2 separate regions of the Anas platyrhynchos genome follow, and region 1 is linked to region 2. A link is a contact called in public Hi-C data. All regions are on one chromosome and are shown on one strand. Each heading gives the region's core, a stretch centred on a gene start, on an enhancer-like site or on the middle of the called end of the contact. The rest is flanking DNA. Distances are from core to core; before and after follow the strand shown. Region 1 overlaps LOC106016617 (a long non-coding RNA gene). Region 2 overlaps GADL1 (glutamate decarboxylase like 1).

Region 1 (3,683 bases), core at 995-3,494, 170 kb after region 2:
GAGCTGAGGCCAAGTCCTTTATTTGTTTTCTTGCTGAGGCTAAACTCAAGGAAGTCAACTGGATCCTTGCCTGAGTAAGTACTGAACAGAATTAAGGAAGGGTTTGAAGACTGGGTCTCTGATGATTAGGTCAATGCCTTCCACATAATCCCAAGTGCTTAAATGAGCACAGAGGAAAAAAAAGGAAACTGAATCCCTTAACGTTTCCCATCGCTGACTCAGGCAGGAGGACTTCAATACTTCTGTGAGAAGCACTGCTGTTCTCATCAGAAGGATGCTACAAAGAGAGCTGATACAAGCCCACCAACATGAGAACAAGACTGGGGGTTGGCAGCTGCAGCCAGGTGACCGAGAAACTTAAAATACAACCAATTGCAGTTTTGTCTGACACCCCTCCCTTCAAAATCACTATGAAGCATGAGGCTGTATGCATACATCTCCTCTGCAATGCTGAGAGCACAGCAGGGTTTCAGGTCTGCACAGTAACTGCCTAAGGACACAAGCTAAGTGCCTATACCACCTCTTTTGGTAAGTTCTTTGCCTGATTCAGTGAAGGCCAAGACTGGGTTTGCCAAGCCTTCACTGAACCTTGTGTACACCAAGCAAATTATACAGTTACAATTAAACAAGCGACTGCTTTTGCCCACATATATGAAACCTGTACAAAGCAGACTGGCTCTGCTAACCATACCAAAAGTTCCCCCAAAGAAGCCATCAAAAGTATTGGAATAGAACAATTACAATGAGGAAAATTAAGCAGTAAGTGACCCTGGTCAGTCTCCACAGAACTAGAGAGCATTTTTGTTGGATTTAAATATTATAGCCAAATTTTGTATTGATTCATCACCCAGAGAGTCTTATTGACTCCAATACAGTTGTACTAATCCCAAACAGCCCCGACTGTCCAACGTCCTTCCCTTGGCTCCCTATTTCTTCCCTTCCAGTTGTTTTCTTCCCACCTCATCAAGCATGCCTTGAGCTAATTCAATGGCAGGAGTACAAACGCAACACCGCAGGACTGACCAGCTTTATGTATTCATAGCCACAGAAGCCAGAGAGAGTCAGTAATCCTGGAATCAACTGATTAGACTGCACATAAAGCCAAACTTAATTCCATTGTTTTGCTGCCTGCAGCAGCGGTTGGGAAATGAAAGCTATTAGTAATCCCCTTCTGTGTTGCTACCACTGTAAATAAGTGTTTTCAGTGGATTACCCAAGGATGTAAATTTCATATTTTGAAACTTCCTTATTGCTGTATAAGCTATGAGTTTATATTAAGCTGTAAGAGGTAACGGATATATAACCAAGAGCTCTCAGTGTGTAAGTTCTGCTTCAAAGGGCTTCATTAAAGACTCAGATTATAGCATCAGTGAGCAGATTTATATTTATACTGTCAGGTTGATCTGAAACAAACAAGATCTTTCTAAACAAGAAAGGAACTTAAATGGATTAAATCAGCTATCCTTGCTTTGTACAAATATACTAACAGTTCTGCTTCACCCTGTTTCCTCCCATGCACGTCACTTGTTAGCATGATTTATTTATTATATTAAGTCTAGGAAAAATATTCATTTGCTTAGGACTCAACTCATAGGAACAGAAAGTGCCGAGGTAGGCGCTTGATGGTTTGGCTGGCAGCTGGACTGCATCTTCATTGCAGGCTGTCAGGAACTGGCGTGTGACTCCACTTAGCGTGACGGGGAACCTCACACCCACAGCTCCTGGTGCTGAGAGACTTTGCATGCTGAGCGTGTCTGTCACTGAGCTTTTCTCACCTTGAGGAAGATTGGAGCCAAGTGCTCTGGGATGCCTTTGTGTGCCATCGACTGATGCAGGTGAGCAAGTTGTCAGCCAAATGGGTCCAGTCTGGGAACTCTGCCAGAAGGAGGAGGAGGCAGAGAAGAGCCCCTTTCTGATAGCTGTAACTAAAGAAGCTGTTCCTACAGGGCTCATAAAGGATTGTTGGCATTACCACAGGGAGCTGCTAACAGAAGGTGAGACTTTTGCTTTATCAGGTTTTTAAAAAAAATGCTATTTCACTATGCAGCTGTTTATGTTTGAACAAGGCAGAGCCCTCTGCAGACGTTTCTGCTTTCCACCGCTCACCTCATGAACATTTAGCAACATCTTTCCTTTTGCTCACATAAAAATTTCCCACCAGTCCCTCCCTCCCATGCTCTCAGGAGATGGCTTCATGAATCATTTTCTCCATAACAGTTGCTACATGCTAACACACGTAGCTTAACCTCAAGCTGGAAAAGGACATGTGTCTAAAACATATGAATTCCCTTGGTGTCTGGCTGATCAAGCATGAGCTCTGTACCACGTAAGACAGGCAGAAAGATTTTAGGAACATCAAAACTTGCAGAGGCAAAAAAAAAATAAAAAAATATGTATGCCCATTTGGCCTCATGCTGTTTTTGAGTTTCCAGCAATAAGATGACAGTGTTCGTACCCTTATCCTTTATGCACCCCTTCATGTCAGCTGCTGCGATATGGTTATCCAGCTCTCAGATCTCTGGCATGCTGTAACTTGATGCAGAAATCAGTATTTCTTTACAGGAAACCAACGTGTGTGCATGCGTGCAAGTACGTGCAAGGACTCCGCACTACATGGCACAAGGCTCATGATTCATCCGAGAAGCACGTAAGATGAAAATAGTTCATTTTGCCTTAGCACAAGTACATTCAGCTTCGGACACATTTCATGCTGGATTAGAATAAGAAAAAGCATCTGGTGCAAACACTTCAGGTTTAAAAGTTCAAAAGTCACTTTGAGACTACTCCCCCTTGCGTGTATGCAATTTGATGGCAGATATATTTGCTGTTTTCACTTACATATTCATTACCAAAGTGAAGAGAGCAGGCTGAAAGGCATACTAATACAGAAAGCACGAAGGTATTTCTTAAAAGAAGTGTGGTCTTAGGTAAGGGGAAGAGAGATGTCTCTTTGCTTAAACCAAGAACACTGATACAGACCTCATTATAAATGCACGTTCTGCTATCAGATTCACTACAAGTTGAACATCTATTGTATACAAAGGAACATAAGTCTAGGATTTTATTCAGAGACACCTCTGCACCTCTGTAACATCCAAATTTCAATGGCAAACAAAGAAAAAAAATAGAAAAAAAAAAAGGTTTTCTTCTACCTTCTGCCACATATCAAATAAATTGTAGATAATTACAGAATTTCTAGTGTTAAAATCAGCATATACTAGGCAGGGTCTGAAAGCCTCATGCAAGGAAAGCAAACTACAGTCAAGATGCAATAAAACAGTATGCTAAAAACCCTTTAAACCAGTCTGTTATTTTATCTCGATCTTTTCTGAAGCTGCTGGACCAACTTCTTTAGTGCTTTGCAGGCTCCTATCACATACTGGCAGCCTTTTTTGACCACAGAGCATATCAACCAGGGCTCACAGCAAATCCAGCTGCAAAGCCCAGAGCAGGCTGAAGCAGAGCAGGCACAAGGGTCTGGCATAGCTTGTCTGCTCCCACCTGACACCTCATAGATAAAAAGAGTGACCATCTGCAAATTTTGTAATCCCTGCATGATACTGGGGGCTCACAGAGAGGCTGGCAGAAATCAAAGTACTCAGTAAAATGGTGCAGTAAGATCTTGAGAGTTTAAACAGGTAGTCAGAAGCTGTAGCTTTTATCCTGACTTCATATTAAAAGCG
Region 2 (3,303 bases), core at 13-2,512:
AAAAAAAAAAAAAAAAAAAAAAAAAAAAGAGTAATTTTCAGGTATTGGAGTCTGGTAGATGGATTTAGACAGATTAGAAACATGGGAAAGGCTACTTCAATAGTGCTTAGAGTGATGGTTTTTAGAAAATATCAAAGGTGCAGTGTTTAGGTAGTAGGAGAATGTGCAATGCACTGGACTTGTGTGATCTGTACAGTAGACACACAGTTGAAAGAAGGAGGGTGTCAGATTAAAATAAGTCTTAATAGCTGGGAGGGTTTATTTTTGTCTTGTGCTTATCTCTTTAAGTGAAGCAGCAAAAGCATGACTCAGGGCTAGTTACTGTCATGCATGCATCCTTCCTCTGGTGGGATTAAAGCTGGTTGAACCAGCCCTCTTGCTCCAGCTGGGAGACAGTCCCATGGGGGGTGGCTATGGCAAAAGATACAGTGCTGTGGGAAGGTGAACTATTGATGCACAGTGTATGGCTTAAATTAGGCATTGAGAATCCTCTGTTTCTCTTACTGAGCAGGACACACACGCTCAGTCCTGAGGTCTTGTCCCAGGAGCTGGATAAAGAGGTCTCCCGTGGTCAATAACCTCAAGTTTAATATTTGCAACTCTTTGTGACTGCTACAAGGCAGTGAAGACACAGATGATCAGCCGATAGGAAGCTGGAGAGCAATAAATAAGTATCTATTCACAGGCGATTGTAGGGTTAAAAAAGAGCAAAAGGAAATTTGATGCAGCTACAACATGTTTTACACTGGTGATGTGTGTAGCAATGAGGAAACGCATGGCAAAGCCAGATTCCAGACAACTGAGTTGATGATATGATTCATACACTTACTTTTTAACTCAGCACTCAGCCTGATTATAATGAGAATCATCTGAGGGAAGTAAAATAACAACAGTTTGAAGCTTGTAGGAGGGCACTAGCCTGCAGCCATGCTAGATGCAGAGGACCATGTCAATTGCTCTGCAGCATGTTGGAGAAATGGAGGTTATGCTGTGAACTAGATGGAGTTTTTTCTTTGCCTTGTGTTTTTGTGTTTGTGTTTTTTTCTTTTCTTTTCTTTTTTTTTTCGAGGAGTCCTCTGTTAGTCTGACTTTTGTTCTAGCTTGGTCCTCCATGGCTGCATGGATGTACTTGTATGCATGTAATATATGCAAGCATATAGCCTGTGTATAGATGAAAACTGGATCGTTGCATGTACACACAGCCAGCTTGGCAGCTGTGCACCAAAGGGATTTGCATGCACTCAACTTACAAAAACTGGCTCTGAATGTATGAAGGGAAGTAACGTCAAGAGAGTCGAGGCACACCCTTAGTATGGTATTAGCACGTATTCTCACAACTGTTCTTGGTTAAAGATGGTTCTCCCTCAAACAGAATCAGAACTGCAAATCTCATTTTGTCTCATTCTGTACATTTTAAGTTTCTGAGCTCAGTGACCTTACAATACAATATGATAATGAGGTAAAAGCCTATGCGAATTTTATCCTAGTCTGAAGTTCTTCATTTCATTTGTGGCAGATGAAGATCCCCACATACATTTAAAAGGCAGAGTTTTCTAATGATCAGTATGCATGTGTGGGACCAACGGGACACTTCTGGGATCAAATGCAAATGAGTTCTTTTTTTATAGGAAATGATTCAAAGCACATGTCCCTGCAGTTTCAGTGAAAATTGTCACCCGTCAATTGCCAATGACAGAAAAGACTTCAGAGCAGTAGCAATGCAGTGCAGTGTCAGAAAATGGCTGAATCCAGGTGCCCTGGGAACCCAGGGGGATATCTCCTTTTCTAGCCTGATAGGTATGAGGCCACTGTGGTTCTCTGTCCCTGGGTCCTTAGAGTACACGTACTCACGTACTCATTTCAATATGAATACAGACTGTGAAAGCAGGACCTCACAGTCCTGACTTTTGGGGTACATACACACACACACACAAAATACACAGCTGGCCACACAAAGAGCAGCGTCTTTACTGGCATCAAAACATTTATAGCAATCATACAAACAAGAACAGTATGAACCACCCAATTCTCTTTAGCTGATCAGGACTCAAATCTAGTGGGATAAATACATGCATATTATGGTCTCTCTGGTCACTGGTCTTAGGTCTTGAGTCTATCCAGTTGCTGGTACCTGGATCTGCAAACCCTGCAGGTCGCAGGTACTCAGACCTCTTATTTCACTAGTTTTGTCCATCTTGAAGTTCATTAGTGTTTACGCTTCCAACAGAAGATAGAAATAATATTTAATGGGAATATAGGATAGACTGTGGTGATCAAGAACAGGGTTCATCCATGCGGGTGTACTGACCAACAGTTTTTGTATCTGATGGCACTGTCTATGTTTTTCTTCTGATTTCTCCTAGTTGTTTCTCCCCAATTCACCTTGACCCTTCCCCGTCCACACCTTTGGTCCTTTCACCTAAGCATCACAGAATACATTTTTTTTCAGTCCCAGACTTTTCTTCCTTCTGCATCCTGTAAGATGTACTGTACCCCTCTTCTTGCATTTCTGTGAGAGTTTTTCATTCATTGCTCTTTGTGGGTTTCACACCACGGGCAAGTGCTCTCCTTTGATAGTCAGAGGAGTAGTCCATGTGGTGTGCTCCATTTTCACTGATCAGGTTACTAGGGTTCCTCTGCCTGTCATTGTTTCTCTGATCCTTGCTGAGTCTTTGTGTTCTCTGTGGTTAGCCTTTAATCACATCACCTAACACATATCTACCGTGTCAGTAACTGGGGAGCACATGGCTCTGCATGATCCTGCTTGTACTCTGGATATGCTCCCTCTGCACTGTGACCAATGCAGATCTTAGGCCTATGCAGGAAGGTAGATTTTAGATATCTTTGATTATGGATAAACTGTCAAGATAAATTTAATTTTACCGTGCTTTAGTCACCTAAAAGCTGGGCGGAGGTGTTCCCTGAGGCCCATAGACAGGGAGAAAGGCTTTTCTAAATCAACCCCATATATCTTAGATGCCTGCTCTACGATGAGATAAATCACTCTCTAGAGGTGCATCATTTCCTTCCTTAAAAGCAAAGCCTAAATGTTTAGGCTAGATGTCTAACCTTCAGACTGCCAAAATGATGGGAGTTGAATCCTACCTTCCACATTTTACCTTCAGTGCTGGAGGCCATTTCTCTGGGTAACACATGATGTACAGTTCAGTGCACCTGACACATCTTCTCAAGTTATTGCTCCTCCTATGTGTGAGGCTCTTACAAAATTAAGTAACTGCCTTCTGTATGCAATGCAGGTTCTGATGGAAAAATACCACCCAGGATTAATATTATAAGGACCTG

What was found. A called contact is a pair of places that touch in the nucleus more often than the background predicts.
Region 1: a Hi-C map of subcutaneous adipose tissue shows a contact between it and region 2, with 1.8 times the contacts expected there. The contact joins two enhancer-like sites. A contact is called at or near these places in 2 of 8 Hi-C or Micro-C datasets (skeletal muscle and subcutaneous adipose tissue).

The regions. Positions count from the first base shown.
Region 1 is chr2:117,173,782-117,177,464 of IASCAAS_PekinDuck_T2T, forward strand. The region is part of intron 1 of LOC106016617 (a long non-coding RNA gene); the gene reads right to left. Among named protein-coding and RNA genes, the nearest start is that of TGFBR2, 83 kb to the left of the region's middle. Within about 2 kb of position 2,245, at least 2 of the 8 cell types and tissues checked have an H3K27ac peak or open chromatin away from gene starts, as enhancers often do. A contact at or near this core is called in subcutaneous adipose tissue, where this site is marked.
Region 2 is chr2:117,002,414-117,005,716 of IASCAAS_PekinDuck_T2T, forward strand. All of the region lies in intron 14 of GADL1 (glutamate decarboxylase like 1), which reads left to right. Among named protein-coding and RNA genes, the nearest start is that of GADL1, 67 kb to the left of the region's middle. Within about 2 kb of position 1,263, at least 3 of the 8 cell types and tissues checked have an H3K27ac peak or open chromatin away from gene starts, as enhancers often do. A contact at or near this core is called in subcutaneous adipose tissue, where this site is marked.